2 separate regions of the Ovis aries genome follow, and region 2 is linked to region 1. A link is a contact called in public Hi-C data. All regions are on one chromosome and are shown on one strand. The core of a region is the stretch at or near the end of the contact, and the rest is flanking DNA. Distances in the headings are between cores, read along the strand shown.

Region 1 (5,547 bases), core at 42-2,541:
ATTGGAATGGGTTGCCATGCTCTCCTTCAGGGGACCTTCTGGACTCAGGGATCCAACCGGCCTCTCAAGTCTCCTACACTGGCACGTGGGTTCTTACCACTGAGCCACCTGGGAAGCCTCATAATATTTTGGATAAATCAGGTTAAATATACTATTAAAAAAAAAAAAAGCAGCTCTCACAGATTATACTAATTCACTGAAAGTGACTCAGCTAGTCGAGGTGATAAACCAGACACTGAGGTAGAAGTCCAGGTTAGGCGAAAAGGTCAACTCAGAATAAGGAAGGCAGTTCCTTAGAGCTAACTTTCACCTCTCCTGCACGATAGGCAAATAAGCACCTCTGTAAAATCTTTGGAACTGACACTTTTCATTTAACCACTAGTCTCGCTTTAATTAAAGCCTGTCCATTCATGGACCTAAGAAAACAAGAGTAGCCCGAAGTTTTCCCAAAGTGGGAAACTTCTCGGGCCTGTTGTTCAATGGGGAGACCTAAGAAGGCCAGAATGAGAGAGTAGGAAGCATCACCTTGGTTTAGAAAGAAATGAGGTTCTCACACCATAAGTATCATCCTTATTTCAGTCCCGAAGATCAAAGCAACAAAGGTTAGAGCTGACTGCCTAACAATAGCTTTCCTCTCCCAGTTCCCCATTATCGCTCTATCAGTCCTGCATTCCCGTAACACTCCTCTTGAACTGAATGCAGCCAGCTTTCCGAGCGCAGTTTGCCTCCGGGACAGGGGATCAATAACTGCCACGTCTGTCATACTTTTGTTTATATAAGACCAAACCTCGATCTCCAATTTTCACCTGGGCCTGAGTGATCCAAAACAATCTCTACAAGTCTCATCAGACACCACCTTGCGCCCCCACCTACCACTACCCCCGCTATTCTAAAGCCTCCAGCTGAGGAAAGCCATCAGCTTAGGCACCACTACCCCCGCTATTCTAAAGCTTCCAGCTGAGGAAAGCCATCAGCTTAGGCACCACTACCCCCGCTATTCTAAACACTCCAGCTGAGGAAAGCCATCAGCTTAGGCAAAGGGAGACACACTGTCTACGACACACGAAACAGAACCTACGCGGGCCACTTCAACAAACGCGGGGCCTCGCCCTCTCCATCACACAACGTTGCGCCCCACCCCTCCCAACCGGAACTGCAACTCCGGCGTTCCGTGCCCCCTCGAACCGCGTGACGCTCGCGGCCGCCCCGCCCCTCCGGACCCACTGGGCAGGCGCGGGGCGTGCGCATGCTCGGCAGGGCGGCTGCCTGGGTATTGAGCCGCTGCAATCTGTTGCGCCGCCGCCCGCGGGAGCCGGCAGATCCGGGTCTCGTGGCTTAGAGTGACGTGGTCAGTCGAATCAAAACAGAGGAGGGGAGGAAGCCGGCGGCCAGGAGCGGCGGCGGCAGCGGCTTCCCGAGCAGCCGCAGCGTTCCGGAAGCTCCAGGCGGTCTTTCTGCCGAGGCTTAGTCCGGGCCCCCATCCTCCCCGCCCCGTCGGTTGTTGTCTGGGCGGGTGAGTGTCTCCCATTTCTCCCACCGCCGTTTGCCGGCCCACCTTCCCCTCGCCCGGATTTTTCCTGGGGGCTCTGGCGGGCTGCGGCGGCTGCGGCAGTGCGGGGCTGCTTCTCGGGCTCAAGGGGTCCCCAACCGGGCTGGCGACTCTGCATCGGGAGAAGCCCGCTGCTGTCGAGCCCGCGTCCTCCGGCGAAGAGCCTGAGATTTGGCTTTCTCTGCAGGAGACCAGAGTCGGGACTTGGCAGGGAAGTGGACGGTAGCCACGGGTGGTTTTATTTTTAGGGCAAGCAGTCAACTCGGGTGGAGGCGTATAATGGAGTAAAAAGAAGAGTGAGTGAGTCGTAGCTGGAAGGAATCCCTCACAAACCTTGCAATCTTCACTAAATCATTTACCTCTGTTTCTCAGCCCTTGCCGATTCTGATGTAGTCACCGGGATGCGTCCTTTGTTGTGATTGATGAGACTAGAAAGCTGCCATCCAGAAAGCGGGAGCTTTTAGCCCTTATAGTGTTGTGAATTTAAAGGATTCCCTTTTTCTGTTTGTTCAGTACATGGAACCAGAGCTGACAGTAAAGAGGTGGTACCCTTTATTGGAACAGATAAAGTGCGATAAACTGGTTACCGGAGTACCCGAAGTCCCGTGTTACCATTAGAGCCAGTTTTCCGAAGTGTCAGTTCGTGTGTGTATTAGGATTTTAGCCACAGTGATGTTCGTTAGCTGGAGAGCGTCAATAGGGTGTTTTCAGTTGCCCTAGTTTACAGAATCGAGGATGTGGCCTTAGGAGAATGTCTTGGCTTTGCATAGAGAAAGTCGGATGAGCTTCCTGCACGTAATACCCACGTTTAAAGAGATCTTCCAGTTACTGTGTTTTGTCAGAAACCGTTGGCAGCGTAGAATAACTTGGACGGCGTAAGCCCTTCCAGGGGAAGTCTTGAGCCCCTTAGGAGGCGTTCTCACTGCCCAGTCTGTGGAGCCTGCAGGTTTGTGTTCCCTTCCACTTTAGATGACCCGCCACGCAGATTCTTCTGGGGTAGCCTGCTTCGAGCCCTGCCACCCTCCGCGCCTTTCCACCGGATGAATGAGACCAGAAGACCAAACCTCTGTTTTGTCCTTAGTTTTTTAAAGTTTTTTTTTTTTCCCCCTCCAGAGAATTCATTAAATTGAGGTGTTTCTTTAGCAAAAGGCAAGAAAGAGAGCTATGTATTAAATTGATTGTCATTTATCAAATCCAGGAAGAGGTCTTAGGAATTTGAACTACTCCCTTGAAGGGTATATTATGTCCTTGTGTGGTATAAAATGGACCTCTTCCTAGCAGGTTTCTTCCTTCAGCGTGTGCAATCGAGATCTTTTTTTCTTAATACCACAGTTGGAATGCTGCTGATCGAAACAAATGAAGTTATGTTTTCTTGAAGTTCTTTCTCTTTTTTTATTTTTTAAGCTAACCTATACCGAAATATTTTTGTTTGTATGAAATAATTTGTGATAATTGGAGAAAATGTTGATTAAAGCAGATAAATGAAAAAAAGAAGAAATGTCATCGATATTCTTGCCATCCAGAGACCACCAGAATGTCAGCAGTGGTTTATATCCTTCCAGACTTTTTTGCATTTAGATATTTTATACAGAAATGGTATCATACCTCATGTTCTTCTGTAACCTACTTTTTCACATATTAGCACTTCATTTTTGAGTAACATTACAATTTTTATAGATACTCTTGGACCTTAACTTTTATAGAATATTTGCTGTGTGTTTGCCAAACCATAATGATTAAAATTATGGTTTTAAAAGATTTCCTCTCAAATCTCTCATGATGATATTATAAGATTTATGAAATCAGTATGCATTGTGTGACAAACAGACTTTGCTTGTTTAACTCTTGGGAAAACAGGCACAGAATAGCCTGAGTTAACACTATGGAAGTTTGAAAAACTTTTGCTCACTTGGTGATTTGATTTAGTTGCCATAGCTCCTGTATGTCCCAAATGTTGACCAGCTGTCCATGCCTCCAGCAGTAAGGTCCTAAAAGATTTTACTTTATACACTTAATATGCTTTATGAACACTGAGTCTTGGATGTGTGCCTGCTTTTAGTTCAGTGCTTTATTAGTGGTGCCAAAAGAGAAGCAAGGTTCCCTGCACCTCAGCTTCAAAGGATAAGTACTTAAGAGTATCCTCGGAGAAGGCAGTGGCACCCCACTCCAGTACTCTTGCCTGGAAAATCCCATGGACGGAGGAGCCTGGAAGGCAGCAGTCCATGGGGTCGCTGAGGGTCGGACATGACTGAGCGACTTCACTTTCACTTTTCACTTTCATGCATTGGAGAAGGAAATGGCAACCCACTCCAGAGTTCTTGCCTGGAGAATCCCAGGGACGGAGCCTGGTAGGCTGCTATCTATGGGGTCACACAGAGTCAGAGATGACTGAAGTGACTTAGCAGCAAAGAATACCCTAAATATACTAATAACCCACTTGGGTCCCTTAGTCATAAACTTACCTACATGTGCCTTGAATGGTAGTGTTCAATATGTATTCTAGATTTGTCCACTTCTTCCCATCTCTACTGCTACCGCCTTTGCCAACTCTCACCGTATCTCACCTTGCCTACTGCAGAAACCTCTGGTCTTCCTGCTTCCACTTTGGCTTTTTATGGTGCATCCCCTTTCCCACAGGGAAAGGGATCCTGTAAAATGTCAGATCGTGTCACCCCTTTGTTGAAAGTCTCTCATCACATTCAGAATAAAATCCTACCTTTCTCAAGGTTTGCCAGGCAGTAGAGGTCTAGGCACTGCCTTCCTCTATCTCACCTTGTATCCAAATGCCTTGATCAGTACCCAGGAGTCTGGCAACAGCAGTTTCTTCCTGTGTTCCAGCTGCACTAGCATTGTGCTAGGGACTTGCCAGGTTTGCTCTTGCCTCAGGGCATTTGCACTTGCTCTTCCTTGTGGCTTCAATCTTCTCCCAGATCTTCGTGTAGCTGATTCCATCCTGTCATTCAGGTCTCAGTTCAGCTATTGTCTCTTCAAGATTGCTTCCACAATTATCTCACCATTCTGTCATTTTCTTTATAACATCACTGTCTGGAATTTCCTTTGTTTTTATATTCTGTCTCCTATACTAGAAATTAAACTCTGGGGAAATGAGGACCTTGTCTGTCCTTTTCACTGCCAAGCAGGCGCTCAGTATGATGGTTGAATGAATAAACTTGAACATGTCTGTATTACTGTTGAATGCACTGTCTCTTTTTCTTATATATAATTTTATTGATTTATTTATTGACTGCTGGGTCTTCATTGCTGCATGGGCTTTTCTCTAGTTCTGGGGAGTGTGGCTGCTCTGCATTGCAGTGGCTTCTCATTATGGTGGCTTCTCTCATGAAACACAGGCTCTAGGGCCTGTGGGCTTCAGTAGTCACTGCATTTGGGCTCAGTGGTTGCGGTTCCCAGGCTCTAGACCACAGGCTCAGTACTTGTGGTGCACAGGCTTAGCTGCTCTCCTGCATGTGGATCTTCCCAGACCGAGGATCGAGCCTGTGTCTCCTGCATTGGCACGTGGATTCTTTACCAGTGAGCCACCAGGGAAGCCCCTCTACTGTCTCTTTTAAACCAGTTCTTTTTATGGCAGAACCCTAATTTTCAGTCTCCTTCTGTAGGGCTGTACCTTGATTCTCCTACTTCAGTAGTTCTTGATGTTTGGACCAGGGAACAGCCACGTTGTACTTTTTGTTTAGTCGCTAAGTTGTGTCCGACTCTTTGAGACCCCATGGACTGCAGCGCGCCAGGCTTCCCTTTCCTTCACCATTTTCTGGAGCTTGCTCAAAATTTTGTCCATTGAGTCAGTGATGCCATCCAACCCTCTTGTCCTTTGTCATCCCCTTTTGCTTTCAGTCTTTCCCAAGATCAGGGACTTTTCTAATGAGTCAGCTGTTCGCATCAGGTGGCCAAGGTACTGGAGCTTCAGCTTTAGCATCAGTCCTTCTAATGAATATTCAGTATTGATTTCCCTTAGGATTGACTGGTTTGATCTTGCAATC
Region 2 (5,610 bases), core at 1,698-4,197, 34 kb before region 1:
TTATGTCATGAATGGTTGTTGAATTTTAGCAAATGCATTCTCTGTCTAGGTAGACAGGAGATACATAGCTACATATATTCATATATCTAGATCTATATATATATATTCACATACTTATGTTTATATATCTCTCTATATATATATCTGGAGCCTCCTTTTAGTATAGCTTGTTCCTCTCTACTGCATTGTCCCGCAGATTTTAGCCAGCTCAGAGGCCGCAAACTCTCATATCTGCCTCCTCAGTTCAGCAAGATCTCTATTCTCTGCTCAGATTCAACAATAGAAAATTGTTCACAGGCAGAGAGCTGATCAATCATGGAACTCACCTCATGAATATCCTTTCTCTCAGAAATTGCAATCTATGCTATTTACTGAATACTCTCAAAATAGTTACTTAATATGTTTTGTGCTGTTTTATGGTCGATTATTCCGCTATGAGCAGAAGTGGAAGCCAAATATAGCACCAATTCAAAAATGGCTTTCTCTTCCTCTCTTTTTAATAATTACTTATTTATTGCTGCATGGGGCCTTAGTTGTGGTATGTGGGTGGGCTCTTTGTTATAGCACACAGGCTTAGCTGCCCTGTGGCACATGGGGTCTTAGTTCCCCAACCAGGAGTTGAACCCTCATCCCCTGCATTGCAAGGTGGATTCTTAACCACTAGACCACCAGGTAAGTCCCTGCTCTTTCTCTTAATTATGGAATAACAAGCTTCTTATTTTTTACTTTTCTGTATTTTCCAATTTACTTCAATAAAGTTTTCCCTGAATTCATGAGAAACCTATGGCTTTAAATATATATATATATATATATATATATATATATATTTATTTATTTATTTTTTTATACCTATAATTGTCTTGCTTCTGCCCTGGAGTGGACTGTGTGCAACAGTGACCCTCTGTTTCAAAGGCCAACATTGCCTTCTGGGATTGAGCTGAAAAAAATCATTAACTAGGAGAACAGTAGAAAACAAATATTGCACCAAGAAATTGGGACATAATGCTTCTCTTCTAGCAGTATGTCTGTATTCCAGGAAGGATTAGGGGCAAAGGTGAAAAGCAAAAGGAAGTATGAATGCCAAATGAGTTTATCCCCATTCTATTGGTAAGGAAGAATAGATTGATTGATATTGCATAGACAATTTGAAATCTCTGCCTAACCATTGAGACCCAAGGAATCATCTAGGTCATAGTCATTTTGCAAATGAGAAAACTGAAGCCTAGAGAAGTTAGTTTGCCTTCAGTTATATAGCTTATTAATGATAACAAATTGGAGTAGAAAGAGTATGGGGTTTTAGTCAAATATTTCTAATCATATTTTGGTTCTACCACTTCCTAATTATGCAACTTGGGTCAAGTTATTTAACTTCTCAGGGCTTGTCTTTTCATCTTCAAAATGATAGTAATCTTACCTATTTCAATTGATTGTTGTGAGAATTAAACATATAAATACATAGTTAATTCCAAATAGATGGTTGGTATTCAATAAATGTTATCTTCATATTCCTTGTAGTAATAGTTATTTGCAAAGCAAGGGTGCTGTCTATAATAACTCATATAGAGACTGTACAGTATGCTACTTTGAGTAAAGGAAGTAATAAGATACAAATACTGGAGTCATACCCTTGTTCTAAAGCCATGGTTCTCAAAACATTTTAAGGAGTATGCAGGACAAAGAAATAAACATATTTTAATTTGTATATGTTGATAATACCTGTGATGCTCAATTCTATACCTCTATTTGGCGGGGCCATAGGGTGCCCAGATATTTGGTCAAGCATTATTCTGGGTGTGTATGTGAGGGTGTTTCCGGGTGAGATTAATATTTGAGTCAGTAGATTAAGTAAAGCAGATTTCCCCCTAATTGAGAGAGTGGGCCTTATCTAATCAGCTGAAGGACTGACTAGATTAAAAGGCTGATATTCCTGCAAGTCAGAGAGATTTTTTCCTACCTTGAGACTGAAATGTCAACTCTTTATGGTTCTCAAGCCTGCCAGCCTTTGGACTGGAACTGAAATGTTAACTCTCCTGGTTCTGTTCCTTTCAACTTGGACTAGAAGTACATCAGCTCTCCTGGGCTTCCAGCTTAAATACTTACCCTCCAGATCTTGAGACTTCTCAGCTCCCACAATCATGTGAGCTGATTCCTTGTAATAATTCTCTTTATAATTATAAATACACACACACATCTTAACGGTTCTGTTTCTCATAAGGACACTAATATCATACCATAGATATACATGTGTACTTACTTATTCTTCACATCTTCAGAATAGTCAACAAATAAAAATCTATTTCGGGGAATGCTTATGCAAATCCACAAGAAGTTGGGAAATACTAGGCAACAGCTAACTTCTCACATCTGATAAACCTCTTAAGAATGTATCTGCCTCTCTGAGAGTGCTGCTTTTCTCTAAAACAACATGGCTAGTTCCAGGAGAAAGTGAGGGGACTCAGGAGCAGCAGAACCAAAGAATACATGTCGATCAACTCATTCCTAAAAGTGTTACCTTGAAGGATAGAAAGTTTGAGCAACTCTTTTGTAACATTTCCTGTTTATGTTGCCTTCAACCAGCTTTTGCAGCTCTCTGTCTATGGCATTTTTAGTGGACTTGGCAGTATCGTGAATCATACCCATGATCTGTCTCGTGACTGGTTGGTGACTGCTGGCAGCTGGATGGGGAATCCATTGAACAGAATACATTTTTCTAATCCTTTCGTATGTTTGGTCTAAGTGCTATCATCAAGTCAGCATTAAATAAATGTTTTATGATTCTGGTTTTTAAATCTCCAAAATAAAGATAATAATGCCAGCTATATATTTTAAAATACGGTAGGAAAATTATAAAATGCAAAAGTATTACAAAATAATACTTTTGCTTTTCAGATGAAATGGTGCAAACAGAAAGTGTTATTGTAAACACTAGAAGGCACTATTTCACTACCGAGGCGGACAATGACTCTACCACAAATTTCTTGTATCATAAACTCCTCCTCTTGCCCAATTTCTATTCAAGAACAAAAAGTATGAGAAACTTTAAAATATACATTTGTACAATATACTAAGCAGTGCAAAGAAAAGGGAAAAGGAGAACTAATGTATAAAGGACACTATGAAAAAATGTAAATTCAATAGAAAGAAGACAGAAACAAAAAACCTGCAATAGGTGATAAAGCAGAAGAGGGATAATGGGAAGAAAATGAGGTCAAAGCAAGTTTCTTTTATACAGAGTAATATATGGGAAGTATTTTCAACGTCACAACTCTTTGTCATGTTGTATTGAAAAATCCTGATTTACAATTAGTCACTGGCTCTCTAGGTCTGTGTGGGCTTCCCTTTCCAACCTTTTTCACCCATCCTATTTCTCTCAACTGCACTTTGCAGAGAGGATGCTAGGGATGTGTCAGAATCCAAAATGAAGACAAGGATTAGGGAGGGGGTTTGGAGTTTCCCTGAAAACGTAAGTGCTGTTTTGATAGTACTGCTCGTTGGAAGAAAAGTGACAAATTTCCTACTTATATCTCCCTAGATAATTATGTATCTGAATGCTTCATTTTGAGACTTAGAAAGGAATTGAGGGGACTGTGAGTGACAGAGAACAAAACTGGCCTAGACTGTGTGGTTAGACGAAGAAGGCCATGGCACCCCACTCCAGTACTCTTGCCTGGAGAATCCCATGGACGGAGGAGCCTGGTAAGCTGCAGTCCACGGGATCACAAAGAGTCGGACACGACTGAGCGACTTCACTTTCACTTTTCACTTTCATGCATTGGAGAAGGAAATGGTAACCCACTCCAATGTTCTTGCCTGGAGAATCCCAGGGACGGGGGAGCCTGGTGGGCTGCCGTCTATGGGGTCTCACAGAGTCGGACATGACTGAAGTGACTTAGCAGCAGCAGTGTGGTTAGAGGCTTTTTAAAAAATTTAACATTTGGAACTTAAGGCTTCACAATAACTTGAGGTTCATTTGTTGTTTGGTTGCTGGTGATTTTGCTTTGTTTCGTTTTCTCTTTCTCTGAAAGAATACCTTCTTCACCTTTTAATTCTTGACAATTAAAGGGATCCAGAAGGAAGCAGCACAGAGCTGGCTGGCTGCTGGTTGTGATATAAATTTAAAGAGGCATCTTGAGATTGGATTCTATTAATACTAGTCTATTTCTGAAGTCAACTTAGAAAAGGAAACAGGAACTGAAAGTAACAGATTTGTCCAAATCAAACACTGTACATTTAAGAACCTAGGCAATCATGGTTTGAGACTCTCAGGAAATTTTTACTGTGCTTTAAGGACAAGGAAATCAAAATGCCTCCTTTAGCACATTTAGATTGGAGTTTAAAACACCTGACTAAACAATTTCTCAACAATAAATACTCTATTATACTATGCGCTCTCTGTGAATCATGTCTCATATCTTCTGCACCTCACTGTCTGTACCCATAATGACTGGCATCCAGCAGATGCTCAACAGTTGAATGAATGAACGTGGAAACATTCCCCAGGTATTAGTCATTCAGGCTATCACTGTCCTGCTTTTCTTTTTTTTTTTTTTTTCTTTGATCTTTTTTTTGTCCTTGCTTTCTTTGGACCATGCTCTTATGATGGAAAATATTAATTAACTATCTCTTTCTTACTTCTTATCAGGAATAGTATCTGAGTCCAAAGAATATAATTGAGGCTGGTGTGAATCTCTGTGTAAGAGGGAGCAAGGGGACTTTAATAGCCAGTAAGTAAATCTGTGGTGCCCTCAAACTCCATGGAAGAGTGGGAAAAAGAAGCCATTGGTCATTGGAAAGTTAACTCAACAGTGAGTCTTGTTGACAGAGGACAAATTCTTTCTTCATTATGAATCTAGACTTTGATGCCTTCAAGAAAAAACCATTAACGCAAATCCTTGGGAGTAATAGTCACCTTGTATATGACCCAGGGACTGGCAGTATTGCTTCCCACCTAGTTGAAGTTCAGAAAGTTCTTGTCCAGGAAGAGCACATTAATGTTGATATGCAATATAGTCAGCCTTGCTGAGGTGATTTGTGCTGCCTTCCTTCTGTCTTGTAATCCATATTTGAGTCTATAGGGCTAGACCAGGGCAGATTGAGGGGGAAAGGTCCAAGGGATGAATCTCTTCTTATGCAAGGAACAGGAGCAGTGTGTTTCTTTTCCCTCCTAGGAGTAATGTGGGGTTGTAGGACTGAGTGTCTTGAAGAGGAGCCGTTTGGGGGAGAGTTAGGGGCAAAGCCTGGAATTTTCTGTTAAGAATGGAGCTGGGAGGGGGGTGTGTGTGTGCAATGAGGACTCCCTCCTAATGAAATCTTTGAGTGCTTTTCCTTTAGGAATGCAAGGGAAATTTCAAGTTACCTGATATGAAATTACAAGACACTCCTTGGAAGGAAAGTAATGACCAACTTAGACAGCATATTAAAAAGCAGAGACATTACTTTGTCAACAAAGGTCCGTCTAGTCAAGGCTATGGTTTTTCCAATAGTCATGTATGGATGTGAGAGTTGGATTATAAAGAAAGCTGAGCACAGAATTGACGCTTTTGAACTGTGGTGTTGGAGAAGACTCTTGAGAGTCCTTTGGACTGCAAGGAGATCCAACCAGTCCATCCT

What was found. Hi-C and Micro-C count contacts between places; a contact is called where the count stands out from the background.
Region 2: a contact with region 1 is called in a Hi-C map of liver, with 3 times the contacts expected there. The contact joins the enhancer-like site here to the promoter of SMIM14 in region 1. A contact is called at or near these places in 2 of 16 Hi-C or Micro-C datasets (liver and tail adipose tissue).

Annotation. Positions count from the first base shown.
Region 1 is chr6:59,421,891-59,427,437 of ARS-UI_Ramb_v3.0, reverse strand. It overlaps SMIM14 (small integral membrane protein 14), which reads left to right and starts at 1,291. Exons shown (of 5, transcript XM_004009779.5): 1 at 1,291-1,513.
Region 2 is chr6:59,457,873-59,463,482 of ARS-UI_Ramb_v3.0, reverse strand. No RefSeq gene overlaps it. Among named protein-coding and RNA genes, the nearest start is that of SMIM14, 35 kb to the right of the region's middle. Within about 2 kb of position 2,947, at least 9 of the 54 cell types and tissues checked have an H3K27ac peak or open chromatin away from gene starts, as enhancers often do. A contact at or near this core is called in liver and tail adipose tissue, where this site is marked.